Regions from separate parts of the Mus musculus genome. Here all the other regions are linked to region 1. A link is a contact called in public HiChIP or PLAC-seq and promoter capture Hi-C data. All regions are on one chromosome and are shown on one strand. Each heading gives the region's core, a stretch centred on a gene start, on an enhancer-like site or on the middle of the called end of the contact. The rest is flanking DNA. Distances are from core to core; before and after follow the strand shown.

The links. Promoter capture Hi-C pulls out the DNA fragments that hold promoters and counts their contacts. HiChIP or PLAC-seq counts read pairs in DNA pulled down with a chosen protein or histone mark.
Region 2: an H3K27ac HiChIP or PLAC-seq map of embryonic stem cells shows a contact between it and region 1, with 9 times the contacts expected there. The contact joins the enhancer-like site here to the promoter of Dcaf17 in region 1. A contact is called at or near these places in 7 of 39 promoter capture datasets (the HPC-7 cell line, cranial neural crest, frontonasal cranial neural crest and 4 more), 1 of 15 datasets of contacts at CTCF or cohesin (the NIH/3T3 cell line), 7 of 484 Hi-C or Micro-C datasets (bone marrow-derived macrophages, cochlea, embryonic stem cells and 2 more), 25 of 115 datasets of contacts at active chromatin or transcription factors (the 230-238 cell line, acute myeloid leukemia, bone marrow-derived macrophages and 15 more) and 4 of 9 other capture datasets (adipose tissue, embryonic stem cells, liver and 1 more).
Region 3: a contact with region 1 is called in a promoter capture Hi-C map of embryonic stem cells, with 6 times the contacts expected there. The contact joins the enhancer-like site here to the promoter of Dcaf17 in region 1. A contact is called at or near these places in 29 of 39 promoter capture datasets (the 3T3-L1 cell line, 3T3-L1-derived adipocytes, the HPC-7 cell line and 18 more), 8 of 15 datasets of contacts at CTCF or cohesin (the NIH/3T3 cell line, embryonic stem cells, hippocampal excitatory neurons and 3 more), 151 of 484 Hi-C or Micro-C datasets (the 3T3-L1 cell line, 3T3-L1-derived adipocytes, the 63-12 cell line and 71 more), 50 of 115 datasets of contacts at active chromatin or transcription factors (the 230-238 cell line, SST interneurons, T-cell acute lymphoblastic leukemia and 31 more) and 5 of 9 other capture datasets (adipose tissue, embryonic stem cells, liver and 2 more).
Region 4: a contact with region 1 is called in a promoter capture Hi-C map of embryonic stem cells, with 3 times the contacts expected there. The contact joins the enhancer-like site here to the promoter of Dcaf17 in region 1. A contact is called at or near these places in 21 of 39 promoter capture datasets (the 3T3-L1 cell line, the HPC-7 cell line, HPC-7-derived erythroid cells and 14 more), 5 of 15 datasets of contacts at CTCF or cohesin (CD8 T cells, the NIH/3T3 cell line, large pre-B cells and 2 more), 104 of 484 Hi-C or Micro-C datasets (the AML12 cell line, B cells, the C2C12 cell line and 63 more), 39 of 115 datasets of contacts at active chromatin or transcription factors (the 230-238 cell line, CD8 T cells, DN3 thymocytes and 27 more) and 5 of 9 other capture datasets (adipose tissue, embryonic stem cells, liver and 2 more).

The regions. Positions count from the first base shown.
Region 1 is chr2:71,054,164-71,057,924 of GRCm38.p6, forward strand. Dcaf17 (DDB1 and CUL4 associated factor 17) reads left to right here and starts at 1,581. Exons shown (of 14, transcript NM_001165980.1): 1 at 1,581-1,956; 2 at 2,332-2,435. The coding sequence starts at 1,831. It overlaps Mettl8 (methyltransferase like 8), which reads right to left and starts at 1,443. Exons shown (of 10, transcript NM_145524.3): 1 at 1,208-1,443.
Region 2 is chr2:70,688,700-70,692,460 of GRCm38.p6, forward strand. Gorasp2 (golgi reassembly stacking protein 2) reads left to right here. Exons shown (of 10, transcript NM_027352.4): 9 at 484-603; 10 at 1,959-3,026. The coding sequence ends at 2,284. Among named protein-coding and RNA genes, the nearest start is that of Gm38528, 14 kb to the right of the region's middle. Within about 2 kb of position 1,667, at least 41 of the 459 cell types and tissues checked have an H3K27ac peak or open chromatin away from gene starts, as enhancers often do. A contact at or near this core is called in embryonic stem cells, epiblast stem cells, pancreatic islet and 1 more, where this site is marked.
Region 3 is chr2:70,707,873-70,711,633 of GRCm38.p6, forward strand. It overlaps Gm38528 (a long non-coding RNA gene), which reads left to right. Exons shown (of 4, transcript XR_866403.3): 2 at 1,871-1,930; 3 at 3,168-3,251. Among named protein-coding and RNA genes, the nearest start is that of Gm38528, 5.4 kb to the left of the region's middle. Within about 2 kb of position 1,344, at least 19 of the 459 cell types and tissues checked have an H3K27ac peak or open chromatin away from gene starts, as enhancers often do. A contact at or near this core is called in embryonic stem cells, expanded potential stem cells and trophoblast stem cells, where this site is marked.
Region 4 is chr2:70,777,904-70,781,664 of GRCm38.p6, forward strand. All of the region lies in intron 2 of Tlk1 (tousled-like kinase 1), which reads right to left. Among named protein-coding and RNA genes, the nearest start is that of Tlk1, 46 kb to the right of the region's middle. Within about 2 kb of position 1,923, at least 48 of the 459 cell types and tissues checked have an H3K27ac peak or open chromatin away from gene starts, as enhancers often do. A contact at or near this core is called in CD8 T cells, DN3 thymocytes, centrocytes and 9 more, where this site is marked.

The DNA of each region.
Region 1 (3,761 bases), core at 331-2,830:
CATTCAGACCTGGGAGAAACTGGGGGGACTTTGGTCCAAACCAAGAAAGACAGCGCCATTACAGTAGAGCAGCAAGTGAGGGGCATGGCCCTCATGTCTGAATGGGTGGTCTGCATCCAGTTGTTGGGACTTAATATGTTAAAGTGAATGCGCGGAAGGTATGATCACAATATGCCCACTACTTGCTACTGTTTTTGTGGTAATAGTGGAGCATAGTGGCATCTTAGAAGTCATGTGAAAAACAAGCACAGAAACCAAAGCTCAGCCATGGTGGGAGAGCACAGAAAGACAAGAGCTGCGACAAGAAAGACAAAAAGGAAATGATGAGTGCAATTCAGCAATGATTTGCATTTCGCTTCAGCCAAAGAAAATCCAGCTATATTTTTCTGGGTTCCAGCATTTCAGTGACAGCTGCATTCATGAATGACCAAATTAACTATTGTGGAGCTTTCTAAAAATATACAAAGCACTCACTCCACCGTATGCTATAAGCAGGTCATGAAATATCAGGGGGGGAAAAAAAAAACCTCCAACAAAACAACCAAACAAACAAACAAAAAAGCCAGACCCCGAAGGAAATGCATCAAGGGTATAAGAGTTTTCCATTTAAAACAACAAAATGAAACGGCTAACGTTTGATCCAGCACATCCATCCTGTACTGTACTTCTGTCGATCAGAAAGCTGGTGTGCTTACTGACTTTTTCTTTAAGCACTTAAGATCACGGAGTGGCATGCCAAGTCTATTAAGTCTATGTGGGAGATGCAGACACCACACTAAAGGGGTTTACAATGAGGTTACGGGTCGCATTTGGTATACAGTTACGGAAATTTTTAGTATGTTAGTAATTTTGAACACGCAGGCTGAGCTAGTTCACAGAGAATGTTATTTTTTACTTAGAGAAGTCAACCTGGATTATCTTAGGCAGTTCAATAAGAATGCAAACATTTCATATTTTATTCCCTATAAGGGGGAAAAATGGAAGGAGGAAGAAAACACAGCAATTACCACAAAACCAGTCAGGGTCCCCGCTGGCCACACAAGGACGAGCCTTTGGGAAGGAGAAATTCAATCCTACTTTGATGGGAAAAACAGCAACTTTCACCACTAATTACCATACAAAAGCATAGTGGTTACACAACTAAATGTTGAAGTCAACCTCATCCACAACGTCCCAAGTGCGGCTGAGGGAAAGCCACGGGGCGTACCTTTGGAGGGTCCCACTGGCCACAACGCCCCTCTGGACGCGTGGCCAGAGCCTTGCAGGGCCAAAGGAGGGGTTGGCAGTCGTCCCACGACCAGGGCAGAAAGGGACTGCTTCCTGGGACACACAGGTGAAGCGACACCACCAGGTGGCTGCACAGCACCCACCAAAGCTATCCAGGTTTACCGCGTGCAGCCCGGAAGGCTACCCGACCCACTGCGCAGCCCTACGGCGCAGCCTATTAGGGCCAGGAGAGGCGGGCTAGGGGCAGGGAGGGGTGGGGCGGGGCCAGGCCAGCCCTCGCTCTGCCTGACGGGAATTGTAGTTCTGAAAAAGAAGCCATAGGGGCGGAAAAGGCCAAGGGGACTACATTTCCGGGAGAGGGAGTGGATACGGAGGGCCGCGAGGTGCAGCGTTAATCCCGAGAGCAGAAAGAAGGGCCAGGAAGGCGCCGTTGATTCTGTTCCTTTGCGTCAAATCCGTGTGTCGCTACCTCTTGATCTCTGCCCCGAGTCCCCAGCGCGGGGTCCCGCGTCAGCCTTCCTTTGAGGTTCGCAGGTGGCGGCTGCCACCCCTCGCGGAAGTGAGGGGCGCGCCCCTCCTGGGCCCTGCGGACCCCTAGTCTCCATGGGCCGGACCCGGAAGGCCAATGTGTGCCGCAGGCTGAGTCGCCGGGCTCTGGGCTTCTATGCACGCGACGCAGGCGTGGTGCAGAGGACGAACCTGGGCATCCTGCGGGCGCTGGTGTGCCAGGTGACGCCCGCCGAAGTCGGGGTGCCCGGGGTCCAACCTCCTGCCGGGCTGCAGTTTTTTACGCGCTCTGATACCCCTTTGAGGGTCTTACGTGGGGAGGGGCATCCGTGTCCCGCAATTAGGGTATTAGAAAATAGGTACTCAGGTCCGCCGCCTGGCGTAGTTTTTAAAAAGCTTCTTTTGCCTTCCTGCAAACAATCGATTCAAAACTTGGGCATCCAACTAAACCGACATCTATGGGCAGAGGGAGAAAAAAAAAAAAAAAAAAGGAGAAACAATGTACTTTAAAACTGTAGATTTCAACTACCCACCGAAAATGGTTCCATAGCAGGGGACTGAGTTCTTTCCTAAACTGAAATTCTTTGTGTCTTTCAGGAGAGTACTAAATTTAAGAATGTTTGGACAACTCATTCCAAGTCACCTATAGCCTATGAGAGAGGAAGAATATATTTTGACAATTACCGGTGCTGTGTCAGCAGGTAAATTCTTGGTGATGATTTTTTTTTTTTTTTGCTATAATCCACCTGACCCTAGTTTTTATAGAACCACGTGGCTTCTTTAGTACTTAGTGAAATTGGAAGATGAAAAAAAAAAAAAAAATGAGTCCATAATAAAACTAGGTGGAAAATGCATGTGATCTTAAAAACTCGTTAAGTCTAAAGTTTCGGACTTCATCTTTGTAAATACTTTTATTTCACACAAAATTATAGCACAGGCAAAATAATACGTTTCTCAGCACAGTTTGCTGTTTTATACCCATTTAAAGATCAGAGTCCAGAAAATGGGTTGTGAAATAATTAGATGCTGCTTAGGAGACAGGCATTTTGTTTTAGAAGTACTTTTTTTTTTTTCCCAAGAGAAAAAAAATGTTCAAACAAAAGTATAGTATTTGTAGATAAATAGTATTTAACAGCCAGCCTCCATCCATTCAAGGTCAGACTGAAGAGAACGACACAGTGAATTGATGCTTCCATGCCCGTCACCTGGATTAAGGGATTATGGAATTGCCGCTCTTTATCTTTCACTTTGCATCTGTAAGAATTATGGGCATTTTTCTGTGTGCCAAGCTTCAGTGGTGTTGTTCCTCCGGAGCAAATCACCTTGTTGAGATAGGTTCTCCTTTCACTGGACTGGGAAGCTAGAATACCTGTAGACAGCCTGGTCAGCAAGTGCTATGAATTTGCCTGTCTCCACCTCCACAACTCTAGGAAAACCATGAGTATTGGGGATCTAAATTCCGGTCCTCATGCTTGCAGGGCACCAGCTGGAACTATCTCAGAAGTGATTAATAACGCCTAAGTTCTTTTCTTGTGGGATCAGAAACTGGAAGTCAGAGAGACTAGTGATTTTTGAGGTTTGCCTTGACTCCAGGAGGTATCTTTTTTTTTTTTTTTTTTTTTTGGTTCTTTGGCAAATCGCCCAACCTACAATTTATTAGCCTTTAGTGCTGGTGAATCTACCCATGTCCCTCGATTCGCCCTTGGATGTAACTTCCAGTGATTGACAGAGTACACACATACTTGAAATTCTCTGCATCTGTTGCAGGTAAAGTCAGTTTTATTAGAAAGAACTTGGGGCTGTTTCATGGCCTGCTTCTTTTCCCAGGCAGTCTTCAAGTCGACTCCACGGAGCTGGTCATGGGAGTCAATGCAGTGACTCCCCTAACAGAAAAAGCTGAGCAGTTTAGGAAGCTGAGGGAATGCTCAGGCCAGGAAAGAAAGATAAGGCCAATCGGGACCTTACAAAGAAAAGTGTAGTTAGGGCCCTGTTACTCTACACTGTAGTTATACCCAAGGTAGAGTCTC
Region 2 (3,761 bases), core at 417-2,916, 370 kb before region 1:
GCGCCGTAGTTATTTGTGCATTGAGATGCTCCCGTGTTAAATTGTGTGGATTCTCGGTATTTCCAGTGCAGACTAAGTCCTGTTGTCTAGCTGATATCCGTGAGATGTTACTTGAGTAATGAGTATGTGCGTTGTCAGGGCCTCCCATTACAGGGCTACAGTTGTCAGTGTGCAGATGTAGTCAGCCATGAACTGCGCATGTGCTCACACAGAACGATGGGCAGCACGGTGAGCTGTTAGTGTGTAGGTAGGCGCCTTCTCTCTGGTCCAGGGCCGTGGGAGCGTGTGTTGCTTGTGTAGCATTTGCTGCTTTCACAGCCTGATCCCTCAGACGAGGCAGAGCGCGTTCTGTGAGACTCAGTTGTCGCTCATCAGTGAACCCTGGTGTCGGAATTCTGAAGAGATCCTTTTGTCAGCGTGTGATGACCTGTCTCCTTCCCAGGGGAACGACTTACCTTGTGTTCTTTCTCGCCCTCTGCTCAGGTCTGATGCCTTTGTCAGCAGGGCTGCCTAGCCTCCCCAACCTCCCCAGCCTCTCCAACTTCAACCTCCCTGCTCCGCACATCATGCCAGGGGTCGGTTTGCCAGAGCTCGGGAGCCCGGGTATGTTGCATGCCTTACCCTCCTAAGACATTGCTAATAAAAACATGGATTCAGGAAAGCGAGGCCTCCCGTTCAGTCTTTTCCAGAAAGAGCATCTCAGCTAAACACATTTCAGCTACTTCTAATCAGTATCCATCTTTTATATGGAGAAGAAGAAAGAAGTCCATGACCCGGCCTTCTGCCTCCCTCCCTTTCTCTACACCCTGGTAGGTTTGGCCCCAGGCAGGCTACCATAGGATCAGTGGAGTTGCACTGTGCACTGAATTTGACAGTGTGGTACAGTCACCTAATAAAGATGCTTGAGTCCCCTCTCTTCACTTCCTGTTTAAGGATGCTACCCACAGGAAATGCTGGTGACTGCTCTGTGCAGTCCAGGCCTGGTATTTTTGTTTTTCTGAGATTGGAGGGGCAGGCGGAGTCTCACTGTAGCTGGCCTGGATTAACTTCCTGCCTCAGCCTCTCAAGTGCTAGGACCACAGCTCTGCACTCGGGCCAGCTAAGTGTTCTGGGGGTTGACAGATGGTTTTATAATAGTAACCCAGAGCACCAGCTGCCAGCAGGTGGCTCTCAGGTCATATGCCCAGGTGAAAAGGGAGCAGCAGTCCCCAAGCCTGCTCCTGCTGACGCTCCCTGTGACTGCCCATCATGACACTGCAGTGATCACTCCATACTGAATAGTGGTTGTCATTGTCACACTTCTGACAGGTTTGCATTTTTTACATCTTCAGTGCCAGGGCTGAAGAACAAGGGACCTAGAAAGCCCCAGCTGCACCGACCACACTCCCTGCTTCTTTTCCCTGGGGCCCATATTCTTGGTCCCTCTGTCTTTAAATGCAGCAAGCCTCTAAGGACAGGACAGCTTCTCCAGCCAGTGGTGTCCTGGACATACCCCGTACAATCCGCCTTCCCTTTGCTCTTTCCTCTCTGAAGATCTCCAGAATAACGCACCAAGAGCAGCACAGGCAGTGCGGGGCCTCCCCAGGTGCAGGGCGGCTCCCTTGAGGCAGTGCTGCTGCTCCTCCACAGCTCCTCCTCTTAGCTGACAAGAGGCGCCTTGCCTGGGCAGGATCCTCCTAGCTCACATCCAGCCAGCGCCCTTGAACGCCAGGGAGCACTGCTTCCCATGGCTCTGGAGGGAGCTGTTGTCGCATCGGCAGACTCCTGAGTGCAGGGCTGAGTACACGGAGCTTGGGCCTGGAAAGCTTTTGGCCCCAGCCTCCAGTTAGAGGTCAGCAAAGGTGGCAGTGAGCAAAGAGCTCTGCTTCGGCTGCAGGCTCTCAGGGGCAGGTAGAGGAGCTTGATGGCCGTGCTCTGGTTGCTGGGAGAATATGTGACCTCTGCTGTTTCTATCCTAGGTTTGCCACCTCTTCCCTCCTTGCCTCCCCGAAACTTACCTGGCATTGCACCTCTCCCCATGCTGTCCGACTTCCTCCCGTCATTCCCTTTGGTTCCAGAGGGCTCTTCTGCAGCCAGCGCAGGGGAGCCGCTGTCTTCCCTTCCTGCCATGGGCCCACCTTCTGACCCTGTCATGACTACTGCAAAGGCAGACGCCTCTTCCCTCACTGTGGATGTGACGTCTCCTGCTTCCAAGGTCCCCACCACTGTTGAGGACAGAGTCAGCGACTGCACCCCGGCCGTCGAGAAGCCTGTGTCTGATGCAGATGCTTCAGAGCCTTCTTAACTGGGAACCAATGTTCAGAACCGACGTGGTCTGTTTAGTTAACCACGGGGTCAGGTCTGGAATCGCAAACTACCATTGATTTCATACTAGTGTGTACCGTATCTGTAGGTGTCCTGTACATAATTCTAAGGGGAAACTACGCAAGAGGCTGAGGGCTTGCCTCCCACCACGTCGGGGGGTTACAGCCGAGGAGGGCAATCTGAGAATGTGCTTGTATTTTAAACAACCAAAAAAAGTTGTCATGGGTGGCTTGCTGCCAGGCATCTACTGCCGTTCTGGGAGGTTCATCTTTGGAAGAGAGATGGCGGGGTACCCACTGGGTTCCCTGTACCACTGCTATGCCTTGTGTAAGGAAATGAAATATTTTATGCCTAGTGCCCACATGCAACATTTCTTGTACTTTGTAAGTCGTTTGCAAGAACACAGACCACCTCACTAAACTGTACAAGGAAACAAGAATTTACTGTTGGTCTCTGTGAGTCGCATCTCTATTACGGTTTACACAAAACTCCCAGTTGCAGATGTTTTGTTCCGGTCCATGGCACACTATTAATTGAACATCTTTTTATTCTGCCTGTACACAGATCTTGTTTTGAACTCAGAATTATTCAGACACCATTTTGTAGCTGCTGCTGTTGCTTTAGATGCCTGTGGTAAGATGGCATTTAAAGAGAAAGAGAGGAGCTGCGCTCTGTAGCTACTTAACGGTATCGCGGCAATAAACTCCAGTCGCTTTACGGTCTCCTTGTGTTCTAAGTGGCGAGCGTGTACTTCATGTGTGCCTCACATCTCTCAGGTCAGCCTGTGGTGGGTGTGCTTTTCTAAGTTTCCAAGCGATGCTCCATCGAGTGGGACTGATGTCCTGGGTGACGGAAAAGCATCTGACAGCCCCCTTTGGAAGTAAGGTGGAAGCAGTTTGTTGACTGTTGACCTGGTACTAGCATAAAGATACCCACACCGCAGTGGTGGCCATTGCTGACTCTGCCAGAAACCCAGCCCCTCTCCCAGGATGCATTTATAGAGACACAGGCCTAAAGTCAGTGATGTAGAAATCTCCACAGTCCCAGCACTGGGCATCCCTGAAGCAGTCTGGCAGCTCATGAGCCAAATTGGCAAGTTCCACACTCAGTGAGAGACCTGCAAAAACAGGTGGTTTTTTCTCTCTCTCTCTCTCTCTCTCTCTCTCTCTCTCTCTCTCTCTCTCTCTCTCTCGTGAGAGTCTATGAAGCCCCAGGCTCTGGGGGAGAGAGCCTGGGGGGGTGGGGGGGTGATGGTCAGTGAACTCTACTTGAAGTGCAAAACTGAGTATTCTGTTCAGGAAATCATGAGTCTCTTAAGTGTTGGGGATTAATCCCAGGGCCATGAGCAAGCTGGGTAAATGCTTCCCCAGTGAGCTCCTTAGTTCCAGTCATTTGAGGGCAATGGTAGACCCTGTAGTGGGTTCCAGAAGCACAGATTTAAGACTGTGTCCTGGTCA
Region 3 (3,761 bases), core at 94-2,593, 350 kb before region 1:
AATTATTTTCTCTAAAGCATCCTTACAAATCAGCCCATTTAATACTAAAGGTCAAGACCTTCTTTTAGAATTAAAAAGGAAAGAAACCCAACAAAATAAAATTACACTTTAACATAGCTCTTTCTCCTAAAAGACAAAACCCCACCAAAAAACAAAAACCATGTGCATTGCTGGAGGGAAGCAAAGATAAGTAAGGTAAACACGCTATTGATTAATGCACACATAAGATAATCCTGCCCATGCTTTTTAGATTCCGTAACTAATATGGCCACTCCTGGGGAACTCCGAATCTTGATGAATGTGTTCTGATAATGCTGAGGGGGCAGGGTCTCTTCAAAGAGGTTTCTTTTAGACTTGAAACTATGTTTCGGAGCTGAAACTGTGTCTGCTAGATAACCTATTCTTCTGAAAAAGCTTTACAAACTGAAGGAAAACCCATTCCTACTGGAGAGTTAAAATTGTCATGGGAAAAAAAATGTTAACAAGCCAGCCACCAGTGTTAGTGTCCACCGTGGCTGCAGATCCACAGAGCACAAAGTGGGGAGCAGCATTTACCTGGGAGACAGAATCCAACCTACCCAACTGTGCCCCACCCCCATGTGCTAAGGCAGTTGAGGGACTCTTGAGAGCCACAGGCAGGCCTCATACTGACTGTCATGCCCAGATATGGGTTCAAAAGCACATCAAAACCAGGGGCTGGCTGCTGCCCAGTCGTCCATCTCTTCTTAGGGCCGCCCAATGGCTGGCTGGGGGGGCCTGGAGGGGGGTGTCTCTAACCCTCACTCAGGTGTGGGTTCCTGTGCTAGGTTCCTGCTAGGCAGGGGCAGTTAGTAAAGTTTACAGATGTGGAAGCCTCCCATAGAAGTTAGTGACTATGCTCACACTAATAAACTAATATGGAAGACAAAGCCACAGCTGACTTCCAAGCCAGAGACGCCAGCCTCCTCCACCCCGTCCCCACATTATCCTTTTCCTGAATCTTTAAAAAGAACGTATGAATTTGGTCATTAGTAGACAAGATAATTAAAAAATTGAAACACCTAAAACCACAGCTAAACACCACATTCATTTTTCAGCAACTTTAGTGTCTAAGTTTGATGACTACCCTGTCTTACAGAAGACCTTGGTATCGCCTGCTAAGTGGATGAATTAACACATATACAGCAGGCAATTAACTCAGATGAGATGGTGGGGTCATGGTTTGGCCTAAGGCTTTCCCAACAGTCAAGGAGCCTTGAAGCTTACATGAAAATCTGAAATGGATTCTGTGTGGAAGGCAGGCTGTGCTGAGTGCTCCCATGGTGGCATGCGTGAGGGGGCGGGAAGTGTGCGTGAGGGGGCGGGAAGCACGCCTGAGGGGGCAGGGGTGCGCATGCTTTTCAGTCCTTAGACGTGGAGAGACGCACTGAAGCTTTTCCAAACTTCCAGAACTTTTTTTGAGTGAGCTACTGAGTCAGTTCCAAGGCTCTCCTTAGGAAGAGAACAGTGGGCAGGGAGAAGCCCAGAGCTACTTTCTGGCTCCTCCATGGGGAGGCATCAACACCCCGGAAGCCTCTCTGGGGAGGGCACACAGGTCCTACTGGTGGGTGGCCCGCCTGCAGAAGGCATGGGAACACAGCAAGGACAGCACTGGTTTGCACTCACCTTCATCTTACCTGAAATGAGCTTAGTCACAAGGGTGCGCTCCAGTGACTCAGCACCAACAGTGAGTGCTGACAGCGTTCCAACACTTTTCTTTAGGTTTGCTCTTTTATGATGATATAAAAAGTCACACTTGCTCTTTGATTTTTGTCACCACTGAAAAGTGACATTTCAGGCTTCCAAAGATAGATAGATAGATTGGTCTGTCTGTCTGTCTACCTTTTTATAGGCCCAGCCAGGCTATAATGCTCTCTCTCTCCTCCACACATCCCTGATTCCGAGGTTGCAGGTATGTGTTATGATGCCCAGCTCCTTCTCTCTCTCTCTCTCTCTCTCTCTCTCTCTCTCTCTCTCTCTCTCTCTCCCTCCCTCCCTCCCTCCCTCCCTCCCTCCCTCCCTCCCTCCCTCCCTCCCTCCCTCCCTCTCTCTCTCTCTCTCTCTCTCTCTCTCTCTCTCTCTCTCTCTCTCCTCTCTCTCTCTCTCTGTGTGTGTGTAGCCCTGGCTGTCCTGGAATTCATTTTGTAGACCAGGCTGGCCTTGAACTCAGAAATCTGCCTCCCGAGTGCTGGGATTAAAGGTGTGCGCCACCACCGCCTGGCCCGTCTCTCCTCTTCTGATGCATCAGTGAGCATGTGGCTGTTACGTCAGCTTCCTCTATTGAAGAGCAGTCCGTCCATCCACCCATCTTACTTCAAACGACTGAGACACAGAAAGATAACGGAAAAGCACAGCAGAGCTCTGCGCATAGCCATCACTGGCCACAGCAGGGTCCTTCTAGCCCAGCTCTGGGTATCCCCTCCAGAATCCTTTCCTAGGGACAGAGAACCTAGACAACAGCTGTTACCATCCTGCTTCCAAAACTGTGGTGAGGTTTCTGTGCCTGGAGGCGTGGGCCTGCGCAGGTGATTCACATCCAAGCTCAAGGCCCAAGAGGGCTCAGGCCAGGGCCACACACCCTGCTCGTCACTGGAGACTTTGGTTTTATAAAAATAAATCTTGAATTCGGTTTATACACTCAAATCTTACTTATTGAAAATTTTTTACAGGGTGTCTTAGTGTGGGAAAGCTCTAAATGAGTCTTCTGCGACCAGATTGCCTCTGGGCTGGGCACATATGTGCGACTCCGCTCCTAGGCAGAGGTTTTCTCTCTGGCCTTGTCTGGGGTATTCTAAGCCCCACACTTGCCTCTACCGAGGAATGTCATTTAGCCTTGGTTAGTTTGCAGGATCGATTTCCTTTCTCCTGATAAACCTAGTCATTCAACCTGCATCCAAGACTACCAAGAGGATTCCCCATGCTAATGAGGCATTCTAGGTCCCTTAAAGTCCTCAGCCAATAATGGCCTTTGCTCATCTTGGATGTCCCTACCCTCAGTCCCCCAAACTTTATAAACCTTCAGTCACTCTGAGTAAAGTTGGTCTGCCTACTGACAAGCAGTCCCTGTGGGCATGCACTGTACACACTCAGGGGGCTTCCGAACCCCAACCCCCTCGACAGCTCTGCTATCTTTGCTCTTGTGTTCTTAGGGTTATACTGCTGTGAAGAGAACCATGAACAAGGTGACTCATAAAGAAAAACATCTGGCTGAGGCTGGCTTACAGTTTCAGAAGGTTAGTCCGTTATCATGGCAGCATGCAGGTAGACATGGTACTGGAGAAACAGATGAGAGTGTTCCACATCTTGATCCGAAGGCACCCAAATGGAGACTGTTCCACACTGGGAGGAGATTAGGCATATATATGACCTCTAAGCCCACCTCCAGAGTGACACACTTCCTTCAACAAGGCCACATCTACTCTAACAAGGTCATACCTCTTAGTAGTGCCATTTCCTATGGGCCAACCACTTAAACACACTAATCTATGGGGACCAAACCTATTCAAACCACTACACTGAGTGAAGTAGCCCACACATAATTCCAGCATTCTGGAGGCTGAGGCAGGAGGATTGCTATCAACTTTGAGGCCAGCTTGGACTACATAACCAGACTCTAGATAAAGTAATTAATGGGGGTGGGGGGAGGAGGTAAGATAAGTGGAGATGCATTTTGGGTGGGAAAGCCAATTCAGATACAAATGGACAAGCTATACACACTCAAAAACCACTACAGAATGAGCCAA
Region 4 (3,761 bases), core at 673-3,172, 280 kb before region 1:
CCCCAACTTGCTTCTTAGTCATGTTTGTGCAGGAATAGAAACCCTGACTAAGACACTTACATATTTTGTTTTTACTTAAAGTAACATATTTATGGGTACAACGCTGTAACTCAATACATGCCAGTTAAATCAGGGTAGTTATCACTTCCAGCTCTGATCACCTGTTCCAGCTCCTTTCTCATAGTTCCATACAAAGCACAGAACAGATGGCTGCAAGTCCTTCCCAGTCCATCCTTTACTCTTCCCTCTCCCCTTACTTTAGTATCTTACCTTGAGATATCTAAGTAGTTCTTTCCACAAAACACAGAGCGTGTAATACTTGTTCTTCTGCACCTGGCTTATTTCACCCAACAGTGTCCTCTAGTTCTGCCAGTTTTGACACAAATGGCAAATGTTTTTATCTTTTAAAATGGCGCCTGCCAGCTTATTGTATGTGCACCAAAATGTTCAGAAGAAAACATCAGTTTCTCTGACACTAGAGTTACAGGCAGCTGTGAGCCACCATTTGGGTACTGGGAATCCAACCCAGGTCCTCTGGAAAAGCAGCTAGTTCTCTTAACCACTGAGCCATCAACAGTCCTCTTTTTTTTTTAAGATTTATTTTCATTTTAAGTGGATGAGTGGTGAGTGCATATCTTTGTTTTGTACCAAGTGTGCAGTCCTCAAGGGAACCAGAAGATGGTGTCAGATCTTCTTGAACTAGAGTTATACAAGATTGTGAACTGCCATGCCCAAGTGCTAGGAACTGAACCTGGGTCCTCTGGTGGAGTAGCTAGGGTTCTTAACCACTGAGCAATCTCTCCAGCCCTGAGATTTCACATTTATCATTGAAAAGTACTTCTTTGTATTTTTTTTTATCTCTGATATACTGACTTCATTTCCCTTGGGTATATTCTAGAAGCAAGACAGCTATTTCATCCTATAGACTTAGTTTTTCTGAAGAATCTCCTCTGATTTACATAATGGCCACCCTAATTTGCATTCCCACAGGCAGTGACTAAGACTTTCTTTTTGTTCCCATCATGGCCTGCATGTTATTTCTGCTATTTTGGAATAGCCATTCTGATGAGGGTAAGATAATATCCCATCACAGTTCTGATTTGCATTTCCATGACAGCTACTGATGTGTAATTCTGTAAAGCTTTCACTGATAATCTCTGAGGAATCATAACTAGCAGGTACAATTTTTTAAGCCGAAACTACTAAAACTAAATTTTAAGAATTTGCTTCTTCATTTAAATGCCTCCACATTTTATGTCTTCTTGGATAGAAAGAGAGATCAAGGGGCTGGAGAGATGGCTCAGCGGTTAAGAGCACTGACTGCTCTTCTGAAGGTCCTGAGTTCAATTCCCAGCAACCACATGGTGGCTCACAACCATCCGTAGCAAGATCTGGCACCCTCTTCTGGAGTGTCTGAAGGCAGCTACAGTGTACTTACATATAATAAATAAATAAATAAATAAATGAATAAATAAATAAGAAAGAGAGATCAACTCCCAAAGTTATCCTCTGGCTTTCCCACAGGCATGCCACATAGCACAAGTATGCACACACTCACACTTAAGATTAAACAAATAGAAAATTACTTGTTAGGAGTCCTTATGTAGCTAATAAGCATAAATCAGACCATAAAATATTAAAGGCCATTCTATCCCATAAAATCCTATTGGGAATATCTGCAGGAGACAAGGGAACATCAAACTCTAACCCATCACCTATTTTAACAAAGTTTCGCTGGAATGTAACCAACTACACACTGAATGACAGTTGGTCTATGGCTATTTGAGTGCCATGTCAGAATGAAGTAAAGCACTGTGGCAGAATTCATATGACATTAACTACTTGGCCCTGTAAGAAGTTCTCCAAATGCAGCTACACAGACCCTATGAAAACTCAGGGGCAGAGGTGAAGAACTGAATGCAGTACTGTACTTCACCAATAGATGCCCCCATCTAACCATGCTAATCTAATATAAATTGACTCCCTAAAAAGCACTGTCTCAAATTTTTAATTCAAAACTTAAGTCTTATGATATCAAACACAATTAACCCTTCCTATCTTAGGTACTCAACCTCCACTGGGACTTTGAGTAGGCAAGCATCAGGTTATTTGTTTTGTGCTGCCTTACATTTTTGGTGTACTACAGACACTGTAAAGAGCCTTCTCATACACACTCCTGACCCATGCCTATAGCTAAAAACACAAGAGAAAACACAACCAAAAGCAATCAGCAACGAAGCCAATCAGCTCTTTCCCTAGAAACAGTCAGCCTCAACCTTTCCTAATGCTCAGACCCTTTACCACTGCTCCTCATGCTGTGGTCACCCCCAATCATAACATTATTTTCATGATTCCATAACTGTAATCTTGCTACTGTTATGGATCATAATGTGTGTGGGGTGGTGGGCTGTGCACAGACAACCTGGTCCCCAGTCTAGCAAAAGTCTGGAACCCCAGTGACCCAGTGGGGGGTGATTTCCACCTGCATGGGACAGCAGGTGTTCTGCCATGCCTCCTGGGTCCCTGGCTCCTATCAGTAGGTAGCTACAGCCTCCCCAGCCCCCCACAGAGAGGTATGTGGCCATCAGTCATGTAGGAGCCGCACCGAGCCCTCCCACATGCAAATAAGGTTTCCCCAAAGCTCTCAGACAAAACCAATGAGAAGTACCTGCTGCCAGACAGACCCTTACCCACCCCAAAACTGTATATAAGAATCCTATCCGGAAGGATTAAAGGCATGAGAGAACTACTTGGTCATCCAAGCCTTCTGTCCTAAGAGCTGTAACACTTAGGAAGAGGTCTGCTCTCCCGAAGCTCTGCCTGAAGCTCCGCCACACTCCTCACTGGCTAGTCAGCCTCTTGTCAGCCCAACCCAAACCGACTCAGTGCAGGGCTGCTCTGGCCGGGCCAGAGATCTCCTTGGAAAGCCTTTGGTACACAGGCCCACAAATGTGAATATTTTTGGAGACAGAGGTTTACCATGGGGTGATCCACAGATGGAGAGCTTAGGCTCTCAGAGAGACATAAGCATGGGGTGGAGGAGAAAGGTGTTGCTTCATGGGCTGGCTTCCCTTAAGACCACCACAATCAGAAGGGAAACAGTTCTGTTGGCCAAAGTTGCCCTGCCTTGTCCAAGTCTCATTTTCTCAGCCTCAGAACCATTCAGTGAATTGTCCCACGAGCTACAAAATCTTTTCCCTTCCATAAACAGCAAACTCGCCTCTTTTTTTTTCAAATAAAGTCCAGTAACTAGTATAAAATGTAAATCACTTCAAAATGGTTTGGCAAAAAATCTGGAGTGGACAAAAGATAACGAAATCATGAATTTAGACAAGTTGACTTGTTCATCTTAGCATCTAACAGGTAGTTCGACTAATACTAGTTCTAGACAAAATTGTAAAATGGACTGGGCTTTGGTTCCCATCCTCAATTTCAATAGGCATTGATATTCTGTTCTTAGCTCTGCTAGCTGCAAATTACTCATCTATTATTGTATTCTTAGTTTTCAATTAATTCCAAACAGTAAATTCAGCAGCTTAGGTTTCAGTCAGCACCTATAAAAACAAGAGCCCGCTGCCATATGCTCCCATTCCCTTAGACGTCTTTAGTTCACTGCTGGCCATAGAGGTGCAGCCCTTTAATCCCAGCACTCAGGAGGCAGAGGCAGGTGCTGGGTTCAAGGTCAGCCTGATCTATAGAGCTAGTTCCAGGAAAACCAAGGCTACACAGAGAAATCCTATCTCAGAAAAACAACAAAAGGA